2 separate regions of the Zea mays genome follow, and region 1 is linked to region 2. A link is a contact called in public Hi-C data. All regions are on one chromosome and are shown on one strand. Each heading gives the region's core, a stretch centred on a gene start, on an enhancer-like site or on the middle of the called end of the contact. The rest is flanking DNA. Distances are from core to core; before and after follow the strand shown.

The links. Hi-C and Micro-C count contacts between places; a contact is called where the count stands out from the background.
Region 1: a Hi-C map of ear shows a contact between it and region 2, with 2.3 times the contacts expected there. The contact joins the enhancer-like site here to the promoter of LOC100192604 in region 2. A contact is called at or near these places in 6 of 25 Hi-C or Micro-C datasets (bundle sheath, ear, endosperm and 2 more) and 1 of 3 datasets of contacts at active chromatin or transcription factors (seedling).

The regions. Positions count from the first base shown.
Region 1 is chr3:205,520,056-205,525,240 of Zm-B73-REFERENCE-NAM-5.0, forward strand. LOC100037794 reads right to left here. Exons shown (of 14, transcript NM_001374296.1): 6 at 5,145-5,185; 7 at 4,961-5,056; 8 at 4,764-4,879; 9 at 4,472-4,639; 10 at 4,223-4,382; 11 at 3,870-4,067; 12 at 3,629-3,757; 13 at 3,382-3,460; 14 at 2,467-2,950. The coding sequence ends at 2,841. Among protein-coding and RNA genes, the nearest start is that of LOC118476743, 9.7 kb to the right of the region's middle. Within about 2 kb of position 2,561, at least 5 of the 20 cell types and tissues checked have an H3K27ac peak or open chromatin away from gene starts, as enhancers often do. A contact at or near this core is called in ear and seedling, where this site is marked.
Region 2 is chr3:205,444,900-205,449,932 of Zm-B73-REFERENCE-NAM-5.0, forward strand. It overlaps LOC100192604, which reads right to left and starts at 3,317. Exons shown (of 6, transcript NM_001137819.1): 1 at 2,926-3,317; 2 at 2,343-2,840; 3 at 2,063-2,205. The coding sequence starts at 2,355. LOC100274555 reads right to left here. Exons shown (of 1, transcript NM_001148910.2): 1 at 3,501-5,033. The coding sequence ends at 3,683.

The sequences.
Region 1 (5,185 bases), core at 1,311-3,810, 74 kb after region 2:
TCCACATCGTCTGGCGTTTGACCCATCAACTTTAGTTCGTGGTTAATGGAGGTCGGATATTAGGGTTTAGGGTTTGTAGAGACAGAGGGGATTAGGGGAGTAGATGTAGAGATAGAGGAGTATACCTTGGCTGGAGCACCAGTTCCATTTACGATTACCACGAACAAGGTTTAGGGGAGTAGATCCAGAGGCGGAGGAGAAATCAGTGCACCGAGGAGGGTAGATCCAGGGATGGAGGGTACACCGAGAAACTAGTGTATGGAGGGAGAGCCGAACAGATGAACACATAGACTAAATGAGCAAAACCACATGATATATATGGCCAAACAAGTCGTCGACTATGATCCAGTCCACAGGAGAACAGAAACATGAGGGATTTACCTTGACTAGAGTAGATTCAGAGACAGAGGAGAGCAGATCTAGTCCATCGGAGATAGAGAGGATAGAGGAGATGCAGATCAGCAGATCCAGTCCACCGGAGTCCAAAGAAGGAGAGGATAGAGGAGATAGGCGATAGGGTGGTAGATCCAGTCCATCGACGCTCGGTGAGGTCATCTAAGTCGCTGCGTCGGAGCCCGAAAGCCAGGAAGCTAACAAGGTGCTGAGGAGAAAGGAAACAAGGCAGCCAACGGTCGATGTATCGATCTCAATGGAGGAATCGAGGAGGCGACAGGCGAGGATACGAGGAGCTATGCGAGGGAGACGAGGGGACTGAGTCGGGGTCAAGAAGATTCTAAATGCGAGCGTGTGGAGGTGTGGCGGCAGGGCTGGGTCGCTGGGAGGGTATACGCTAATTGAGTCGGTCGTGCCGACCACCCGACATGAGCATATTGTCAGACTAGCATGAACCTATTTAATTTCATACCGAATGAGGCTAGAGCACGACTCATCGGGTCGGCCCGCCAGGCACGATCCATCTAGCCATCTATAAGGTTGATTGTGAGACTTATATTTACTATTGTTGTGGTGATTGTGAGACTTATATAGTTTCAAACTTGTTATACTTATGTTTGTGAGTGTTGGTAATACTTATGTTTGTGAAACTTGGTCTGAACTTGTGAGATTTGTGGTCTTTGTGATACTTATGTTTGTGGTAGTACTTATGTTTGTGAAAAACTTATGAGATTTATGGTCTTTGTGAGATATGTGGTCTCTATGATGTATGTGATGATCTCTGAACATTTATGATGTATATGTGATGATTATGTGATATATCTTTTGTTTGGATGGAATAACAAAAACTAATAAAAATGGGTTTCTGGTCACTTTACCGAGTGTTACACTCGGCAAAGTGTGTCTTTGCCAAGTGCAATGATCATAGCACTCAGCAAAGAGAGCACACCTGAAAACCGATAAAGCCTCTTTACCGAGTGATATGGTCATGTCACTCAACAAAGAAGCTCGCTTTGTCGAGTGCCAGCCAGCGCACTCGACGCTGGCAAAGGGGCTCACTGGTGCTCACTTTGGCGAGGGCCAAACAGGCAGACACTCTGCAAAGAAGCTCATTTTGTCGAGTGCCAGCTTGTGACTCTCAACATAGAGGCTGCCATGGGGCCCATTGGAGCTTCATTTGCCGAGTGTCGTGCCAACAGATACTCGGCAAAGGCTCTATCACCGTCACTTGTCGTTGTCACGGCGACTTTTCTTTACCGAGTACTAGGTGGTAGGTAAAGATTTTGCCCAGTGCCCGACATAATGCAATCGGCAAAGAGGCTATTGCCGATGTATAATTCATCGAGCTCTCTTTGCCAAGAGTCACACTCGACAAAAGAGTTGCTAAGTGTTTTCTTAGTTTTGCAGTTTGTAGTGGTACTTAACAACGATAAGAATAATCCCTAGCAGAACTTTATTTAAATGTATTCAAGTGGGATTTTTTAAAGCGTTATGGTAAAAAAAAAACCAAAATGGTGCAATTGAAATTCAATTTAAATACTTAGTCTGGCAACAGGATATTTTTATTTTTTCATAAAAAATCATCTAGCGCTGATGTAATTAAATTTGGTTTATCTTTTAGCTGTACGTATGATCTAAAATTTAGCCATTAAATTTTAGCTTTTGAAGCTCTAAACAGTTGTCTAAAATATTACTACATTCGTTTTTTTTATTTGTCACGTTTTAGTTCAAAAATGAACTAGTAACAATAAATATCATTCGAGAATGGAGGCACTATTTAAAATTTAGCCCATACAAGTATATTAAAATATTCTAAACATTTGCTTTATTTAATGAAATGACAATTTTATTCTACTTCATCTCCTCCTCGTAGGCTCGTAGCACCGCAGGGTCAAATAAATCGAGGGACCCATAAGTGTGCTAAAATGCTATTCTCCCTTTCACCTCTTTTTTGTTATGCCTTTTCTGTATGCGGTACAAATGAGAAAAAATGCTTCTGTCCTTGCCGCATTGGCCAGCAGCAGAAAGTGCAGGGCATCAGCTGCATGAAAATATACAATTAAATAGCCTTGTGTGTTGTGACTAGTGGTATCCCTCCTGTCCTATACGAATAGCATGCTACCGACAATCCCAACTACTCTTTATCTTCATGTGTGCTCTGTACATTGGTGACCACCTGGGAGGAATCTCTTCACAGTTGAGGGGTCCAATCTGCAGATGGACGTTTGGACATCACATGTATATGTACACAAAAATCCCACTTCTTGGTGGTCTGGTTCATTTAGGAGCAGTTAACAAAGAGTGCAGGCCGTCAGCTGTTAAGCATTTGATGGTAGCTTCTCCACTTTGCTCTCATGTTCGTCCAGAACTCCAGATGAACATACCAAGACAAAAATGCTGTACACACACATAATATATCATTTCTGCGCACCAAGTATTACTGGAATTCAGAAATGTTCCTTGTGGAACTCAAATTTCGTTGTGCTTTTCCCATTGAATTCATGGCACAGTTTGTTTAGTTCTTGTGCAAGAACTGGAGCTCCACAGTAGAATACACCTGCGTGCAACCAGATCATTTTAAAAAAAATAAAAGAAAAAACTATAGGTGGTACATAAATTATTTTCTTTTCTGGAACACACAGGATAACTGTGCCTAATATTGTCATTAATCAATATAGAAATAACTTGATTATAATGCACCCCACACACCGTTGTAAAGTTTGTTCATGGAAACGGAATTCTATACAAACTGAGCTGGTTATTCTCACTGTTTCGCTCAATCATGCAGACCAGAGCTTAATAGCCCGTCCTTTTGTCTATAAATTATTAATGCATCTGCATCTTTATGTAGTAGTGTGTTTTATGAAAGAATAACAACGACGAAGTTTTGATAAAGGACACACAAGCCATTCACAAATATGTGCATGACTCTATAAAAAAACCGAGAAGCTTAACCAGAATATCAGACAATGTAGTATGTAGACTAACCTATCTTAGCAAATGGATGCTTCGAGGCAATTTTAGATAGGACTTTTTTCCAATTTGGTCTTGCAAAGTGTGTCCGGACCTGCATAATCAGCATACGGATGATGATGGGGGTATTAGCTTATACCTTAAAAGGTGATTGTACAGTGTTTTAGTCATTTATGCTAAATAGATGACAGGTACAAAACTCAGCATTCCAACGTAGCTGACTTAACGGAGTGGAGCTGTTAATTGCTCTATCAACACTTACTTTAGTTCCAGAGACAATGTCAACGCCATTCTTTGCATGGTTCAAAGCTTGAAGCATGGTGATGAGCGCTGACCGAGCATCTCCTTCCTCATAAACACTCGTAAGGTAGTTGTGCATCTCAATAATATTCTAGAATGGAGCAAAGGCAACTGTAAGTAAAACCCACTTAAGGGAACATATGAATTCTGACAATTAGAAAATGTAACTCAAACAAAACAAGTGGTCAATTGGTACTATGCACCCTTTGGTCCAGTTCAGCAATTTCATTCATGACTCCCTTGAACCAATCAAAAGAACCTTGCTCACGTGTAACCCAATAGAAGTAAGCGTTTGTGGTCCTTAGAACCCTCTTTGGTCTTGATGTGACCGTCATAAGTGTGCTGAGATCAATGTGCGGCTTGTTCGGACCAACTGGAGGATAAAGATCAGTGGAAGCATCCTACCAACACATGCACACACATAAAACAGAATTGTGGTTAGCAAAATGACAAAACCCAACAGAAAGAATATTTTTCATATGTGATCTGTTATTTCACTAATGGAATTAGGAAGGTCAGATGGTGACAAATGAAGATATGGAAGATAGTAAATTACCTCCTCTTCCTCCATCCTTATAATATTGTTAAGAAGATCTTTCAGTATGCTGATAAAAGGAGTTGCACCAATCCCTAATCCAACAAGTAGAAGAACATCATACTTGCTGTAATCCTGAGCAGGAGAACCATAAGGTCCATCAATCAGAAGTTTTGGTAAGCTGCATTATCAAAAGGAAAATATTATAACATGTAATTTGTTAAAGACCAATTACACACAAAACAACCCTTTATGATTGAGGGCTCATACGCTTTCTTGGTTGTCTCGTCTGCTCTAAGAAGGCCACTTTTACCGCCCACTGGGGGTTCACAAGCTGCTGCAAAAACCCTCTTGAGCTCTCGTGTCCAGTCACCAAGTTGTCGAACATGAATGCTTAGATAATCATCCCCAGGCGCTGAAGTAATTGAGAACGGATGCCTATTAAGAGAATGTAAATTCTCAGTGCTCAATGGGGTTCATCAAGACTATTTATGAAAGCTGGTAGTTTCTATCCAAGCAACGACATAATTCAATCATTTTTTGTTGCCAAAGTACAAATTACCATTCAAAGGGTGACACTGCTGGACATTGAACAAACATATATTGCCCACTCTTGTATCGGAAAGCCGGAGGCTTGGACATTTGCAGTGTCAACACATTACCAGGATATATGGCCACCTGAAAGGAAAAATAACAATAATCATATTAGTAGGTCCACAGAAAATGAATGCTCAAGTTTCTCATGTCTTTTTGATTGACCTTCAATAGCCTGACAGAATAACTGCCAGACCTGAAGAACCTCAGCACCCTCTCCCCTACATACAGGCAAACAGGCACTGCCAGATACATCCATGTCTGCATCAGTAACAAAATACAAGAACCTTAGGAATCAAACTTTGATTATTTCATGTGCAGAGAATGAAAACAAATAAAAAAAGCTCACCGTTTTTCGGTACCAGACATGAATGAGGTAAAGGAACTGGC
Region 2 (5,033 bases), core at 2,067-4,566:
CAAATAATACAACTATCTACTATAGAAAAAAAGACAAGGTAATAGAAATATTTATCTTTTTCAATTGGGATTCCTAAAGAAGAAGTGATATTTGAGGAGGAAACATGCTCCAAAATTCATCTGAAATCGATGTATGCAGCTAGCCTCCCTAGGGAGTAGTTACAGCTAGGATCCTACCCCTGCCCCTGAATTTGTAACAAGGCATGATGTAGAAGCCAAAAGTAATTACTACTCATAAATACTGCTGAATTTGTAACAAGGCATGATGTAGAAGCCAAAAGCAATTAGTACTCATAAAATACCTGTCATTTTTAATTTGATTTTTTTAGGAAGTGGCCCTAGGCCACTAGCTCAACTGGTTAGGTGCATGGTTATTAAAACGGTAAAATGTTAAAACGTTATGAACCAACTTTTTAACTTTTAAACGTTTAAACGAATGTTGAAACGTCTTTTCAGACTTGACATAGAAATTCAAATATAGAATAAGTTCACACATAAGCCTTCGTGATTGATCTTTGAGTTGGTCTTGCGGAGTGGCCGCAGAGGTGAGGCGTAGCGTAGAGGTCGATGGTCTACAACGCAGTGGGAAGTGGCTGGGACCCCTCACTCCTAGTCCGAGCCACAAAGGTGATTCACTGTGAGGGGCAGCGAGGGCAGCAGATGGATCTGGGCTGTCGAGGGCAGCGACAGCAAGTGGATGTGGCAGCGCACTGAGCTTGGCCGGGCAACTGGAAGCAACGGCAGCAAGTGGGCACTGGAGCAGTGGAACTTGGCCGGGCAAGTGGATGCATTGGCAGCAAGTGGGTATTGGGTAGTGGCATGGCGGCCCACTAGCCTGTGGGTGGACTGGTGGAGGGAAGAGGGAGGAGGGAGGAGGGGGGCCGGTGGCGTACCTGGGGCAGGAGGGCGGTCGCACTGTCGTAGGCGCGGCTGGGCGGCTGGCCGGGAGATCTCCAGCGCTGGCTAAGGAGTGAGGAGGCGCAATCTGCAGTCGCAAGCGCGGCTGGGCGGCCTCCAGCGCTGGTTTGAAGCGAAAGTGAGTAGCCGAGTACCTAAAGCCCAGGAAGGCCCACTAGTAACTAGAACGTCCTCAGAACGTCTAAAACGACATAAAATGTGTTTCGGCGTTTAAACGACGATTAAACGTCCAAAACAGACGTTCTACGCAGATTTGTTAGAACGTTCGGACGTTTTAGTTTCTAATCATGTTTTACCGCTTAAACGACGCTTAAACGTTGTTTAAGCGACGTTTTAATAACCATGGTTAGGTGGTGGCCTCGATGCGGTTGTGGAGGTCGACGACAAGTTGCCCAGAGTATTTTTAATTTATAATTTTTTAAGACCCAACAACTTTTATTTCAGTGCTATTTCAGAGATAACCACCACATTTCATCATGACCCTAGAGTATTTGTATGCTTTCTGATCAACTTTTGAGGCTTTTAAGTCATAATATGTCCATCCCTCGTTTATTCTAAAAAAACTCAGAACTATTATCATTGCACCATTTCCCCCTCCTTCATTCAAATTCCAGAAACTGACAGTATTTCATGCACTGGGTTTCCATCAGAATGTTAAAAACCTCAATGACGTCTCATCAAACACTATTTTGGAGTGTGAAGTGGAGGAATTCGACCCATCGTCCGAGGTTTATAAAAATGCCTTGCATAGCAACCCATGTACTTTATCCTTTACATGTACATATGCTATAAACTCTAGTAGTCATAATCCATTCCTACTTTTTTTTTGAAATTTGTGCCAAATATTTACAGGTCTTAGAAATGCTGAGTTTGTATTCTAGATTTTATATTGATGCTCTACGTTATTCCAAGCAAGCAAGTTGCCTGTGTAAGTGCATTAACAAGTTCACTGTCTATGGTCAGTACTTCTTTACAACTGCAGAACTGCTGCTTGCCCCCAACAGCTTGTAGATGTTGTGCACTGACCTATCGTCCACCTCAACGTGTTCCACCCAGGTCACACAAATCTCATGATCTAAACCATCAGGTACTGTACTGAGAACGTGTGAAAACTAAAGATCTCAATCATGGACAGACAACAGACCTTTGAGTAGCCATTAGGCTTTTTCTGGATGAGACATCCTGACACCTGGCGCTGGCAATTGAGGACTGAGCCGGGAAGCAGGCTATTCAGCGAGACGTCGAACCATGTTTCATCGGCGTTCTGCTTGTAGTACCGCACGACATCTGCAAAATTTCCATCACACTACTTCAGCAACCAACAGATGACATGAAACTACCTTTGCATGCATGCATCCCAGATGATTCAATGATTCAGAAATTAAACCATAGTAAATACTAAAACTCCTTTAAAAAAATCATACTTTGGCAAGCCATTGAATAAGGAATTTCCTAATTCCTCATCATAATGAACTGGAGAGATTTTCTCATGCGTCATTCCAGAAGGTGCACGAATAACCTTTCCTGCATTTTCATGTCATAAATGTTTGAGTAACAAAAGCAGAGGCCATTAAAAACTACTGACCTGGTATAAAGATAAATGCTACCTCCAAATGCCTCCGTAATGCATCGCAGGCCCATGCAAACTCGAAAAATTAGGATAGGTGGCCTAATTCAAAAACAATCTACAATGATATTCCTGAATCTTGTGGCTCACCTTAAGAACAAATGTGAACATATTTTATTACAATCATAATGCATCCCCAATGTACTAATAACAGAATGATAAAGGATTCAAAATAAAGGACAAAGTCCCTTTTTTGGATGTTTCACCAAGTAGACATCCTCCCCCACATCGATTCAACAAGATGATATTGACAATCTCCTACACTTGAGCACGCTGCATCTGAAGTACGCCTCATCTGCAGCTTTTAGAACATTGAATCAAGAACCACATCAATGGAAGGCAACAAAGAAAGCCACGAGCATGGACAGATTCAGTTGAACCATGTGGGGTTGACGAGGAGGAGGAGCCTCATGTATGTGTAGCGCACATGTACAGAAGGGTTTGGAGGAATAGATTGGTGGTGGCATGGCTCGGGTGTTAGTGTTTTGCTGTCCTCCATCTCTACCTTGCCTATGAAGAGGACCGTCCGTCAGTAATGGAACTGGAGGGGGTCATGACGAAGGATGGGCATCAGAGCATGGTGGAGGTGGCCAACATCAGGGTGCGGATGGGCCCTTCACCCTTGAGCGGCGCTAGAGGGGGGCTACGCCCCGCGCGCTGTGGATAGAGGATGGTGAGGGGCCGGCGACATCTCGCGGCGGAGGGGTGGACGAGAGGCAGGGCGGCGGCGGTGGCGGGGGTTGCTGGCACGGGCGAGGGGCGAGCGATAAGGGTTCGGCGGCTGTTCGCGCCGAGGAGGTGAGTAGGTAGGGCGGTGGTGGCTGCAATGGGTTGCTCGCTCGCACGGATGGGTGGGGCTGACGACCAGGGGATGCGCGCGGGCGTTGGCAGCATCCGACGGGACGAAAACAGAGGCGTGGATGGACAGTTGAGATCGTTGGAAGGCAGAACGGCGGGGAGGCAGATTATCCTTGCTACCTTAATAAGTAGTATAGATATAGATATTGTTGCTACACACATGTTTTCTTTATTACTTGTTTATGGGATTTTTTTTCCTAAGCAATATGTATACTAATATTTTATTGAATAGTTTGTGTTACGTTGTATCGGGCGGTTAAAGATTGATCACTTCCCGACCTAATTAATATTCTTGACATCTGACAAGAATTGGAGAAATGCTGCCTTCGATGATCCCCCGTCCTCCAACGCCGCGTGTGCTTCTTTCTTCACCTCTGCCGCCCGTGTCCTAATCTCCCTCCCCTCCTCGGACTCCAGCACAAGCCTCACCTTCGTCTCTATCTCCTCAGCCTTGATGAAACCTGTGTTGTACCCCTCCAGCTCCAGCCCGATGCCCATGGCCTCGGTCATAAGTACCTTGTTGATCTTCTGCTCTGCGCCCTGTGGCCAGCACAGCATCGGCACACCCGCTGTGATGGCCTCAAGCGACGAGTTCCACCCGCAGTGGGTGACAAACGCGCCAACAGCGGGGTTGCTGAGCACGTCCACCTGCGGCGCCCACGACTTGATGACGAGGCCGCGGTCCTTGGTCCGCTCCAAGAACCCCTCCGGCAGAAGGGCGTCAAGGTCCGGCTCCGGGCGTGGCAGCCAGAATCGTTTCGGGTCGTCGCTGCTGGCCGGCGTGCGCACCACCCACAGGAACCGTTGCCCGGACTTCTCTAGGCCAGCGGCTATCTCCTTAAGCTGCTCCTCTGACAGCAAGCCCCTGCTCCCCCAGCAGAGGAACACGACGCTGCGCTCCGGCTGCGCGTCGAGCCAGGCGAGGCACTCATGCGGCCTCTCCGCCGCCTCTCCTCCGTCCGTCCCGCTCCCGCCCTTGCCAACCAACGGCCCGATGGGGTAAACAGGAGGCAACACTTTGCCAGGGACGCACAGCGGGTCACTGAACGCCTGCAGGGCCTGGGCCTCCAGCGAGTAGAAGGTATTGATGAGGACGCCCCGGGTGTCCGTGTCGCGCTTCCAGATCTTCGCCATTGCCGTGCGCACCTCGTCCTCCGCGTCCTCGAGCATCTCCCTGATGATGTGCGACGCCGGGATCGGCGGCACGCCAAGGAACTCGATGGGCGTGTCCCCGAGCTCCTTGAGGCCCGTTTGCCGGCCGTCAAGCAGCGCCACCGTCTGTGTTAAGACGGCCAGGGCTCCGGCGTTCGCCGCGAAGAACGTGTAGACGGGGACGCCCACCTTCGCGGCCACGTCGATGGCGTCGGTGCAGAACATGTCGATGACAAGGGAGTGCAGGCGCTCGCGCGGGATGGTGCGGAGGAAGCTCTCGAGCTTGTCGTTGTACTGGCCCAGCAACTCCAGCACGACGAGGAAAGGGTGCTTGGTGGAGCTGGCGAGGTCGGGGGGAGGGATCGGCGGGAGGAGGTGGAAGGTGATGGACGGGTTGGAGGCGGCGAAGCTCTCGACGAAGCTGGCGCCGGAGGCGTTCGACTTGATGGGCGGCTCCAGGAGCACCATGGTGACGTCG